Regions from separate parts of the Bombyx mori genome. Here region 2 is linked to region 1. A link is a contact called in public Hi-C data. All regions are on one chromosome and are shown on one strand. Each heading gives the region's core, a stretch centred on a gene start, on an enhancer-like site or on the middle of the called end of the contact. The rest is flanking DNA. Distances are from core to core; before and after follow the strand shown. Region 1 overlaps LOC101738783 (protein GDAP2 homolog). Region 2 overlaps LOC101738783 (protein GDAP2 homolog).

Region 1 (6,505 bases), core at 1,259-3,758:
AATGACATGCTATCTATTGATGGCATGCATTGCTGTGCGGATGATAGCACGGGGGATGCGCGATATATCGGCCATCAGAGTCTCTCTCGAAGCGTTGTACACGAGAGGCGATTAAAACTTGTGTCTGAAGTGGAGAACTCTCTGGGGCGGGTCTCCAAGTGGGGTGAACTGAATTCAGTTCAGTTCAACCCATTGAAGACACAGGTTTGCGCGTTCACTGCGAAGAAGGACCCTTTTGTCATGGCGCCGGAATTTCAAGGAGTATCCCTGCAGCTTTCCGCGAGTATCGGGATTCTGGGGGTCGATATTTCGAGCGATGTCCAGTTTCGGAGTCATTTGGAAGGTAAAGCCAAATTGGCCTCTAAAATGTTGGGAGTTCTCAACAGAGCGAAGCGGTATTTCACGCCTGGACAGAGACTTGCGCTTTATAAAGCGCAGGTCCGACCTCGCGTGGAGTACTGCTCTCACCTCTGGGCCGGGGCTCCCAAATACCAGCTACTTCCATTTGACTCCATACAGAAACGGGCTGTTCGGATGGTCGATAGTCCTGCTCTCGCGGATCGCTTGGAACCTCTGGGTCTACGGAGGGACTTCGGTTCTCTCTGTGTTTTATACCGCATGGTCCATGGGGAATGCTCTGAGGAATTATTCGAGATGATTCCCTCATCTCCTTTTTATCATCGCACCTCCCGCCATCGGAGCAGAGTTCATCCATATTATCTGGAACCGCTGCGTTCATCGACAGTGCGTTTCCAAAGATCTTTTTTGCCACGTACCATCCGGCTTTGGAATGAACTCCCCTCCACGGTGTTTTCCGAGCGCTGTGACATGTCCTTCTTCAAACGAGGCTTGCGGAGAGTCCTTTATGGTAGGCAGCGGCTTGGCTCTGCCCCTGGCATTGCTGACGTCCATGAGCGACGGTGACCACTTACCATCAGGTGGGCCGTATGCTCGTCTGCCTACAAAGGCAATAAAAAAAAAAAAAAAAAAAAAAACGTTGTCAATATCTATGGGGTCCACTAGCCATGTCCAGTAACCATTTAAACCTAGGTGGGCCATTCAATAATATCCGAACGGACTGTAGTGGCTCTTTCGTATTTTTTGAGAATAAACAAAGCAGATCGGACCTCAAAACGGGACCACTAGTTCACTTGTCTCAAATTATTTTTATTAAAATCACTTCTTTTTTTTTAATATGCAGGCAGACGAGCATACGGCCCACCTGATGGTGAGTGGTTACCGTCGCTCATTGACGTCAGCAATGTCAGGGTCCGAGCCAAGCCACTGCCTACCGTCTAATACTCCACAAGCCTCGTTTGAAGTACAACATGTCATAGCGCTCGGGAAACACCCACCGTTCATGACCAATTGAGAAGTGTTAACAGTTGAGACTTCGAATCTACGTCATTGACCCCCCACTGGAAAGCATTACTGATGCCGCCGACCTATCGCCTTCGCCGTTATATTAGGCAGTCAGCGCAAAAATGGTCTAGCCACCCCCAACACAACCCACTGAGTTTCTCGCCGGATCTTCTCAGTGGGTTGCGTTTCCGATCCGGTGGTAGATTCTGCGAAGCATCACTCCGGTTTGTGCCCCCTGAGCTCACCTACTAGCTAAAGTTACGCTGAAATAGTCTCTCAAGGCTATCAGCTTAGGTAGGAAAAAAAAGTGGTCTAGCCCAAAATATTTTTTTATTCAAGCTTATATTATGTATAATGGAATTTATTTAAAATATAATAAATTTGGGTGCAAAACCGGCCTATCCATAGTTTCATCCATAGATAACAGATGGCTTTGTAAACATTAGGTATTTTGACGGGTATTGTTTTTTTGCATACTCAAATTAAAATTCATGGAAACTTAAACCTCATAGCTCCATAGTAACTATGGTAAGCTTAGCTTAGCCGGTTTTGCGTTGACGACCTCATATATATTCATATTAAATTTGAAACTCACCTTAGTCCAGAACGTAGGATGAACAATGTAGAAAGCTTTCAGATTCTTCTTGTATCTGTGAACGTAACATTAGGATTTTTACATTATGCAGTTTCGAAATACGGGACTGTCTGATTCGTTTCTTTGAAACATGAGTTCTAAGGTCTCAGTATAGTTACAACGGCTGCCCCACCCTTCAAACCGAAACGCATTACTGCTTCACGGCAGAAATAGGCAGGGTTGTGGTCGAAGGGTGCCCCGAGGAATTGTTTTTAATTCAATTCACGTAATCTCACTCTTCACGACCGGAGCAGAGCTCGTTCTCACTGTCTATGAACATTCGGTGAACTTATCAAACAGTTCTGACAGCTCTGTCAAGAGTAACCGGCTATGATGATGATTTATTTAAACAATTCTGTTTTTTTTTCAAAACAATTTAGAAACTAGCGTTAATAGGAAGACTGTTCGTCAACCAAGTGCAGAGAGGGCTATTAGAATCAACGTACTTGTAAGGCAGCACCGTGTACACCTCCTTGAGCCACGAAAAGGGCGGATGGTTCGCCGACGAGGCCAACGTGTGGAAGTACGCGATCACGTAGTCACCGCGCACGATCGGATCCAGGAGTTTGATCAGGTATAGGAGTGCCTGAAAAAAAATTAACCAACAATCAACATTTTGCGCTCAAAGGACCGAGTACCTGCGGTCTGAAATATATGCTTTGTTAGTTTAGGCCAAAGGTCGGGAAGGCCCGGCTCTTTAACCCCTTTTTTTCCTATCTAAGCTGATGAACTTGAGGGGCTATTTCAGCATAACCCTAACAAGTAAGTGAGCTCACGGGGCTGAAATCTAATGAAGTTGCTAACATTAACCTTAGCAAGAGTAGTGCTCCAATCTACCCCCGTATCACAAACGCGACCCACTGAGAAGATCCGGCAAGGAACTCAATGGGCTGTCTCTATGGGTTAAACTCCTCGGCTACGGCTCTTCAGAGAAAAGTTTAGTTTAGGCACGGAATATTACTTATTATCTCGCTTTGTAAGAGACGAGTAAACATTTTTGAAACACAAGCCTTTAAAAATATAATACGCTTAAAGAAAATGGCTCTTTGAATACTCTTAAATTTCAATTGTGTGTTATGTATATTTGTCTACTTTGGTTGAAAATGTTGCCACACCACTAGGAGTTTACACCAGACAATGAAACTGATTTTACGGTTTAATCTCACATTTATCATTTTCATTTTATTATTTAGAACGTTGCGAATAGTTTACAATTTTCGTCGGCGTAGGTAGACATCTAAGGTATCGTATTTATCGACATTCGAATATTGTGTTACTACAGTCTATTTTATCTGTATACACATATTTTTTATATTTCATTTCTTCGCACACAGAAATACTAAAAGTATCTTGAGGTTTCACAGTTTATTTGACTGGGCTTTACAGCTTCACGACAAGAGGATCGCAGATAACACTAATTAGGGTATTTTAAATGTCGGTAACAAGAAAATAAAAAATTATAAACGCAAGACTGAGCCGTAATGTATGTAGTTTAAAAAATTAAAAAAGACACGCTAAAATAAACGTTAAAACGCAGTTGAAATTTAATTTCATATTTTTATAACACTGTCAACACCAGTCAGGATATTAGAGCTAAGTTATAAAATTATTGTTTTTGTTTGTTTGTTTATGTGTTTGTTTAAATCTCACATAGGTTAACTCTTTTTAATAATTTACGAAACTATATTTTTCTATTAAAAACAAACAAGAAAAGAACAGAAAAACGAATTGATGGGAAAAATCGGTTAAATAAATTCAATTTTAGAAATGCATAGAAACGCGGGCCGCGTCTAGCTCATCCTTGCTCTAGTCTATTCTTTTACTAAGTCAGTTTATGTTCTAACAGCTTACCTTTTCCAAGCCTTACTCTAGTCTATTCTTTAGCTAGGTCAGTTTAGTTTCTAAGAGCTTACCTTTTCCAAGTCTATGTCCCCAATGGGGAACCATTTCCCGATGAAGACGACCACGGGCCGACCCAGTCGATCCACGCCGCTCTGATATAGACATCCGATCCCAGATACCTCGCTCAGGTCTTCGGACTTGGCACGCCGCAGCAGTCTTTCATATCTTTAAGAAAAATATATTTACGTGATAATTATTGTTGTTGTTTATACATATTATATAATTTGAAGTAGTTTCCTTTTATTCATCGACAGCTGAAAGGCTGTTTGTTTTATGCGACATTTTTGTAACATTTTTGTAATCAAACCCGCAAAATTATTATTTGCGTAATTACTGGTGGTAGGACCTGTTGTGAGTCCGCGCGGTTAGGTACCACCGTCCTGCCTATTTCTGCCGTGAAGCAGTAATGCGTTTCGGTTTGAAGGGTGGGGCAGCCGTTGTAACTATACTTGAGACCTAGAACATATATCTCAAGGTGGGTGACGCATTTACGTTGTAGATGTCTATGGGCTGCAGTAACCACTTAAGACCAGGTGGGCTGTGAGCTCGTCCACTCATCTAAGCAATAAAAAAAATCGTACAAGGTTACCAATCACGGCATACCTCACATCTCAACGTGGATGTTTTGATGTGGCTCCGACAAGTTCATATACCTATACCTTTCCTCATACAGTAAGACAATATTATAATAATAAACCAACAAACGAATCCGATTTGGATTAAAGCCAGCTGTGACGTATCAGAAATAATTCAAATATCTTTGTACCTACGTTTATAAATATACTATTGATTGGGGACACAAACTAATTTTAATTCTTAATGACGTTACCGCGAGCGTTCTACGCATTCCACGTATATAAATCTAATATATAAAATTCTCGTGTCACAATGTTCGTTCCCATACTCCTCCGAAACCGCTTGACCGATTCTCATGAAATTTTTTATGCATATTCAGTAAGCCTGAGAATCGGCTACTATCTATTTTTTATACCCCTAAGTGATTAGGGCTGTCCACCCCTAACATATTTTTTTTATTTGGACATTATTTTTTTGTTAGAATGAGGTATTATGTAGTTGAATGAGGTTTTGTTATTTTTATTATATATTTCCTCATCGTTCACAGCACTACATATCTCTTTCACTCATTTACCACATCCTTACACACTTACAATAAGTTCTTTTTTTTTTCTACATTAGAAATTCCCTAGAAATCTTATATATGGCAAAACAATGTTTGCCGGGTCAGCTAGTATATATATAATATTGTAATTTTAAACTTCGCGACTTCCAACAACCGCGTCCTTGGCCTGAAAACTTGTGACTATAAAACGAAGATCCCTAATATCAACACATTCCCACCTATTTGAGGATAGAACAAGAGATCCAATTATAACGGCGACCGTCAATGTGTGTATTCTATTTTAGTAGTAACTATCAATCAAGAACATAAATATTTATATGTGTAAATTAACACAGGACTACGTGAAGCTGTCTCATATTATGCCGGTCACGTACTATGAATACGCTTTTTGTAATGCACTATTATTAGAACGAAAACAACATTATACATATTATATTATTAAATTACTTAGTACGTAGTGGTGAGTAAGAAATACTTATAAACTTAGATTTTTGGAAACGATCAAATTCCAATTCTTTATCGGTGATAGGACCACTTGTGAGAGTCCGTACCACCACCCTGCCTATTTTTGCCGTGAAGCAGTAATGCGTTTCGGTTCGAACGCTGGGACAGCCGTTGTAACTACTGAGACCTTAGAACTTATATTTCAAGGTGGGTAGCGTATTTACTTTGTAGACGTCTATGGTCTCTAGTAACCACTTAACAACCAGGTGGGCTGTGAGCACGTCCACCCATCTAAAAAATAATAAAAAAAAAGTCGATGTATGTATGTATGTATGTATGTATGTATGTACGTCCTCTACAGACTCCGAAGCGGTTTGACCGTTTTTAGGTTAGTGCGAGTATTTAACGTCCTCGATAGCGTAAAAGTTAACTCAAATTTGTATGCAGTTGGAACAGCGCCCCTAGCGGCTAACGTAGGTAAACGTTCCAACTCCATACAAATTTGAGTTAACGTTTACGCCATCGAGAACGTTAAAAAACTCACACTAAGCACACAGATTGTACTAGTGTCCTAGCTGATACGTTTGGTAGCGATCGGAAAGTCGAATCAAATACCGGCCAGCGAAGTGAGTCAGGCTTATTTAACTTGTTCTTTATTTATTGTTATTATGTTATTTAAACTGAGAGTTTTAGTAAAATTGTTAACAATAACGCGGCCTAGCTTATTTGTAACCAAAACGAATCGAACTATTCGTTAAAATTCATGAAACAAAATTGCTTTGAGACTGACCTCCGTTTTTTAAACACGTTACACACAGACGCTTGACAGAGTTAATCATATCAACTTATTTGTATATTAGCTTTTGCCCGCGACTCCGTCCGCGTGGAATAAGTAACTAACTGGCATAACGCAAAATTTTACCTCCACTTCATTTACGTAGAAAGTGAAAATATTTTTGAATTATAGAATGTTAAGGAGCTATTTAAACTCTTATTTTGAAACATTCTTTATTGGTGCTCCA
Region 2 (6,505 bases), core at 2,962-5,461, 59 kb after region 1:
CAAATAAAATTAAAATTTTCTTTTGAAAAATAAAACCATTCCATCAGTATTTTCTTATGACGTTGTCACGTTCAACTATCGTCAGTAAACCGACTTTAGCACATAGAGTAAGAGTAGAGTATTACAGACAACCGTTTTTTTTTTAAATGGATTTTATGACCTGGTAACTAAGACCTTTAAGTCATGTCTTATTAGAATTTTTATTTTTTGTTTTTATGAATAATGATAATATGGAGTGAAATGAAATGAATATGATTAATTTGAGACATTAATCAACTGGGATGAAATTAAATGATATCAGATGATGTGGGATGAAATATAATCTCAGTAAAATGATGGTCATTTTCTGAGATTTTTTCATTGGACTTTTTGAAGGATCTCGAGAAGTTACGTCCAGCGACTTTGTTTCATTTTCCTACATTTGTGCACTTTCACAGATATTAAACAATTGATCTTAGTTACCAGGTCATAAAATCCCTTAAAAAAAGAAAAATATCGATGAACTTCCACGGAATCAGGAGGGAACTATAAGCGTAGTGCAGTGGTAGTACGTACGTAGCGCGACGTGCGCGGCGACGTCCGGCGGGAAGTTGCGGCGCTGCGTGTTGAGCACGCACAGCGCCAGCGAGCGCGCGCCCAGCGAGCCCGCCGCGTGCAGCACGTTCCTGGACAACGGACGACGCAAATGTACATACAACAACACACCATTTATACATATAAGACATAATTATGTTACGGTAAAAGTAGATATTGCGGCAAATGTACGCATTTTCCGGTAAATGTGCACATTAGCCCCCTCGTTTGGGTAATGTGCGTTCAACTAACATTTATAATTTCAAAGAAGGGAAATGTACATTGAATTTACAAACATGTCATTTTCTTAAATGTGAGCATAGCATACAAAATACGAAATAGCAAGTGCTAGTAATGTGGTGCGCATGCGCACCACTACAACCTCACCTAACCTAACCTACGAAATATTATATAATATGCAAAGAAAAGTATGTTTTGTTTGTCATTTACATTTTTTAATTAAAATAATTTTCGTTATTAAAGCCTTTTATTTTGTTTATTTAAATATATATTTTATTACTGCAACAACATTATTAATTTATTTTTATTTCAATTTTTCTTATTACATGAAGGTAAGAGTATACATTTACTAAAACGTGAAGGCAAGAGTACACATTTGCCGAAAAATGTACTTATACATTAAATTCAGTTCACATATACCTAAATTGTTGGCAAATGTGAACATTTACCGGTAAAAGTGTATATTTCCCAAGAGTGTACATTAACCGTAACACATACACTGCGGCCGTCAACCGAGCTCGTGCGGATAGGCAATGCCGCCCTGTGTGTTTCTGTCGCCGAATAGCGATACATTCCAGCATGGGGAGGGGGTCTTGTCAGCCGTAACACAACAGACTTAACTGACTCGGTGGTGCAATAGTCAGTGACCCTGACTGTTACGCTAAGGGTCACAGGATTCCCACATTCCTTGTAGACAAACGAGCATATGATCCACCTGATGGTGAGTGGTTACCATCGTCCATGGACTTCACCAATGCCAGGGGCAGAGCCAAGCCACTGTCTACCGTTCTTTTTAAATACCATAGCGAGTGGGTTTCGAGAACATACCACCTAAAGCAAACTATTGTTGGTTAATTTGACGGCACGTGGCGGTGTTTCACATTAAATACAAGTCATTCTAAATAATGTAATGAAAATTTAGGATTATTTAAAAAAAAAAAATCCCAAGCGTATCATCAGTACGGGCTCAGAAACAGTTTGGAGTTTCATTGAGTATTGAACATCGCACGTACTTGTAGCAGTTGTGCAGCGAGCTCTCGGCCGCGGTGTGGTACTTCAACACGTACTTCGGGCAGACCGTGTGGATGACGTGCCGGCACTGCAGACCGAACCCCGGCGTCACCACCACCTCGCCGGTGCGGCACTCTGGAAACACACATCTCCAGTTAGGATACGTGACTGGCTCATATCGGCTCATAGACATCCACTGCTGGATCTCCTTTCAAGAATTTAACGTATCTAGACACTTCCATCAGCACGCATTATATAATTTTAGTGGTGGTAGGACCTCTTGTGAGTCCACACGGGTAGATACCACCACCCTGCCTATTTCTGCCGTGCAGCAGTAATGCGTTTCGGTTCGAAGGGCGGGGCAGCCGTTGTAACTATACTTGAGACCTTAGAACTTATATCTCAAGGTGGGTGGCGCATTCGCGTCGTAGATGTCTATGGGCTCCAATAACCACTTAACACCAGGTGGGCTGTAAGCTCGTCGAGACATCTAAGAAATAAAAAAAATATAAAAAAAATTGCATACCATGTGCCCGGAGTATGATCTCTTCTTTCAGATCCGGACCAGCCACTTGCATGATGCGGTCGCTGACTTCATTGCTCTCCGTCAGCGTCTCGTCCGTGGTGTTGGTAATTGCGTCCACTCTCAAGCTTGTTATGTCGCCTTGCCTGGAAACGAGAAAGGGCATATATTTAGACCATCACAATAAAGGTACTTTTATTTTTACTGGTGGTAAAGTTAATATTACTGGTGGTAGTATTATTACTGGTAGTAGGACCTCTTGTGAGCCCGCGCGGGTAGGTACCACCACCCTGCCTATTTCTGCCGTGAAGCAGTAATGCGTTTCGATTTGAAGGGTGGGACAGCCGTTGTAACTATACTGAGAGGACAATGTTGTAAAGCTGTTAAACAAAAAATTAATGTACTAACACCACGGTTACAATAAACAGTCATATACGTAGTTAAATTATTCCCCCAAGAGATAAAAATAAAAGATAGTCAAAGTAGCGGGAGTCCCACCCGGCTAAGAAAGTAAGGTGATGGATGAAAGAAAGAAATAGTATGAGGCATGTCAGTGCGAGAAGCATACAAGCGAGAAATGGTATGAATGTGTTACATGGAATAATAAGGTCCTGCCGAGGCTATGGGCGGGGAAAGGCGTAAAAAAAAAAACTATACTGAGATCTTAGAACTTATATTTCAAAGTGGGTAGCGCATTTACGTTGTAGATGTCTATGGGCTCCAGTAACCACTTAACACCAGGTGGGCTTTGCGCTCGTCCACCAATCTAAACAATAAAAAAAATTACAAACTCGAAACTGAATTGTTGATGAAGAAAAAGTTGCAGCACCCTTTAATGCATAGAAAATCTGGTAGGAATTGAAATCTGTCTCACTTTATAGACGTTATCTTACAGTGAACTTCTTCGAGTTCGACTCGGCGTTGCGTGGCAGAATGGTCATTCAAAAGAATATGTGTGATATATCAGGGCTGATTTATTAGTTGATCACTCTTTAAGCGATTAATGGTACAACTTAGACTAGTTTATAGCAGACAGTCATAAAAGGCATTATCATCAAAAGCCCCAACTCGATGCCAAGTGGACAATGGTTCCTCCCGTTGACGTGGCACTGGGCTCCTACTCATCCAGTTCTTGCAGGCTATTTTCGATGTGGCCGTGACCATATTTACATACTACACCTCAAGGATTAGTCATTGCACTAAAACGGCATTAGGTAATGATCTGCTTTAGGTCATTGTGCAGTGAGAGTATCGCGGGAGTGGATAACATTAACAAGAGACATAGAAGAGTTTGTCTTTTTTTTCCTACCTATGCTGATAGCCTTGAGAGGCTATTTCAGCTTCACCCTAACGTGTGTAGGTGAGCTCACGGGGCTCAAACTGGAGTGTTGCTAACACTGACCCTAGCAAGAGCAGTGCTTCGCAGTATCTACCAGCGGATCGGAAACGCGACGCACTGAGAAGTTCCGGGGAGAAACTCAGTGGGCTGTGTCTATAAGAGTTTCTGTCCAAGCGATAAAAAGAACTGCGTTCCTCACTCAGATTTTGGGCGGTTTAACCCTCAGACACAGCCCACTGCGTTTCTCGCCGGATCTTCTCAGTGGGACGCGTTTCCGATCCGATGGTAGATTCTGAAAAACACGGCTCTTACTAGGGTTCGTGTTAGCAACGTCATCAGGTTTGAGCCGCGTGAGCTCACCTACTAGTTAAGGCGACGCTGATATAGCCTCACAAGGCTATCAGCTTAGGTAGGAAAAAACAAAAGGGCGGTTAAGCTGGTGTGCATCGGACTTTACTGACCATATCGCGAGGCGGTCGTTGATCGCGTCGTCGTGCAGGAACACGGGCTGGGCGTGCAGCGGGGTGCAGTTGGAGTAGTCGGCGGGGGGAGGGGCCACCGTCTGCGACCAGCGCGGCACCGACCAGCACTCGCCCGGCGCGCGCATCCCGCACACCGAACTATCTGGAAATATTAAAGTATTAATTTACACGAGGATGAAATAAATAAAAAAACGCATCATTAAACGGAGAAATATAATTGGATTTCCAGTTTTGAAGTCGTCGTGGCCTAAAGGATAAGACGTCCGGTGCATTCGTGTTGAGCGTTGCACCGATGTTCGAATCCCAGGCGGGTACCAATTTTTCTAATGAAATATTATACGTAATCAACAAATCTTCATTATTTACTTCCACGGTGAAGGAATAACATCGTGTAATAAAAATCAAGCCCGCAAAAATTATAATATAATTTGCGTAATCACTGGTGGTAGGACCTCTTGTGAGTCCGCACGGGTAGGTAACACCACCCTGTCTATTTCTGCCGTGAAGCAGTAATGCGTTTCGGTTTGAAGGGTGGGGCAGCCATTGTAACTATACTTGAGACCTTAGAACTTATATCTCAAGGTGAGTGGCGCATTTACGTTGTAGATGTCTATGGGCTCCAGTAACCACTTAACACCAGGTGGGCTGTGAGCTCGTCCACCCATCTATGCAATAAAAAAGAAAAGAAAAGGTGGGCGAGCAAAGACTCAGCCAGGAGGGATGGGATTTTGCTAACAGCTGCTCGAGCGCGAATACACCTTGCTTGTCCGCCTAACACGAACATCGGCATTGTGACTTCGCTTGATCCAAACACACCCGGCGTCTTATCTTATAAATTATACATAAAAATGATGAATAAAGTTCATCAATCGTAAGAGCTTAACGTTGGCCTTAGCGCATAATATTCAAATATCAATAACCTCTTGATCGTCCGCGACCATGGAAACCATGAAAAACTCAAAATTTTGGATTTAATAAATAGTACTTTTAATTTTGGCGTAATTCTGACCGCGATGTTTGTTAAATTAACCTGTCAAATAATAAAGGAAGGTTACACAGGTAACAAGCAAAAGTGAACTCTCTATAGACACAAGCCCACTAAGTTTCTTGCCGGATCTTCTCAGTGGGTCGCGATTCCAATCCGGCGGTAGATTCTGTGAAGCACTGCTCTTGCTAGGGCTAGTGTTAGCAAATTATTTTAGGTTGAGCCCGTGAGCTCACCTGTCCATCCGTACGTAGCTGGAGTAGCTCCTTAGGCTACCAGCGAATAGGTAGGAAAAAAACGAGTATAATCTACCTATATATATATATAAAAATGAATTGCTGTTCGTTAGTCTCGCTAAAACTCGAGAACGGCTGGACCGAATTGGCTAATTTTGGTCTTGAATTATTTGTGGAAGTTCAGAGAAGGTTTAAAAGGTAGATCAATATGAAAAAGCTCGGAATTAAATAAAAATAACAATTTTGTTTTCCCTTTGATGTGTCCCCCGTCGGACGGATTCCTTTTGTTTGTTTTAAGTTTATTTTATACAGTTTAGGTCTTTTATTTATCGATTGAGGCACTACGAAGTCTGCTGGGTCAGCTAGTACTATATATATATATTGATTAAAGGATCGTGGTTGGAGAATTCGCGACCACTGAAGCTTACCGCCACCAACATAACATGCATATGATAGCAGTTGAGGATGGGAAAGACATTTTGCAAGAGCTAATCTAGAGGCAGTCTATAGAGAGTAACGCAATAACTGAATAATTTGTTACTGATGAATTATCCAGGTTTAAAATCTTAAAGATGATGTAAGAAAACGGTTCTTGCAGAAACGAAATAATAAATATGTTTATGTAAAAAATTATTTGTTAGAATGATTGTAATTTGTTCACTTGCAATAGAGTTTATAAATGATTTGTTGTTATTCTGTCCCATTGTTTTGCAACTGTGCGGTTGAATTGACAATAATAAAAATGTGAAAAGTTTCGAAACATCAGGCAGGGTATTTCGCAATGCACTACTACCAATCATATTATCCGATGAACAATACTAATGATTTATAATAGCGTTTCAGTATTCAATGATCCGGTCATCGTCGAACCCGTCACCTGCGACGAAGGGCTCGGCAACTAAACTAAACCACAGACACAGCCCACTGAGTTTCTCGCAGGATCTTCTCAGTGGGGCTCGTTTCCGATTCGGTGGTAGATCATGCGAAGCACTGCTCTTGCTAGGGCCAGTGTTAGCAATTTCGACAGGTTTGAGCCCCGTGAGCTCACCTATTCGTCTGGTAAAGCTAATCTAGCCTCTTAACGCTATCAGCATAGGTAGGAACAAAAAAAATCCA

Evidence for each region. A called contact is a pair of places that touch in the nucleus more often than the background predicts.
Region 2: a Hi-C map of whole pupa shows a contact between it and region 1, with 7 times the contacts expected there. The contact joins two enhancer-like sites. A contact is called at or near these places in 2 of 7 Hi-C or Micro-C datasets (both in whole pupa).

The regions. Positions count from the first base shown.
Region 1 is chr9:1,492,998-1,499,502 of ASM3026992v2, forward strand. LOC101738783 (protein GDAP2 homolog) reads right to left here. Exons shown (of 12, transcript XM_062670001.1): 9 at 3,910-4,063; 10 at 2,443-2,582; 11 at 1,958-2,012. Among protein-coding and RNA genes, the nearest start is that of LOC101738647, 14 kb to the left of the region's middle. Within about 2 kb of position 2,509, at least 3 of the 8 cell types and tissues checked have open chromatin away from gene starts, as enhancers often do.
Region 2 is chr9:1,550,065-1,556,569 of ASM3026992v2, forward strand. It overlaps LOC101738783 (protein GDAP2 homolog), which reads right to left. Exons shown (of 12, transcript XM_062670001.1): 3 at 4,148-4,310; 4 at 2,351-2,493; 5 at 1,827-1,959; 6 at 556-665. The coding sequence starts at 4,293. Among protein-coding and RNA genes, the nearest start is that of LOC101738783, 44 kb to the right of the region's middle. Within about 2 kb of position 4,212, at least 3 of the 8 cell types and tissues checked have open chromatin away from gene starts, as enhancers often do.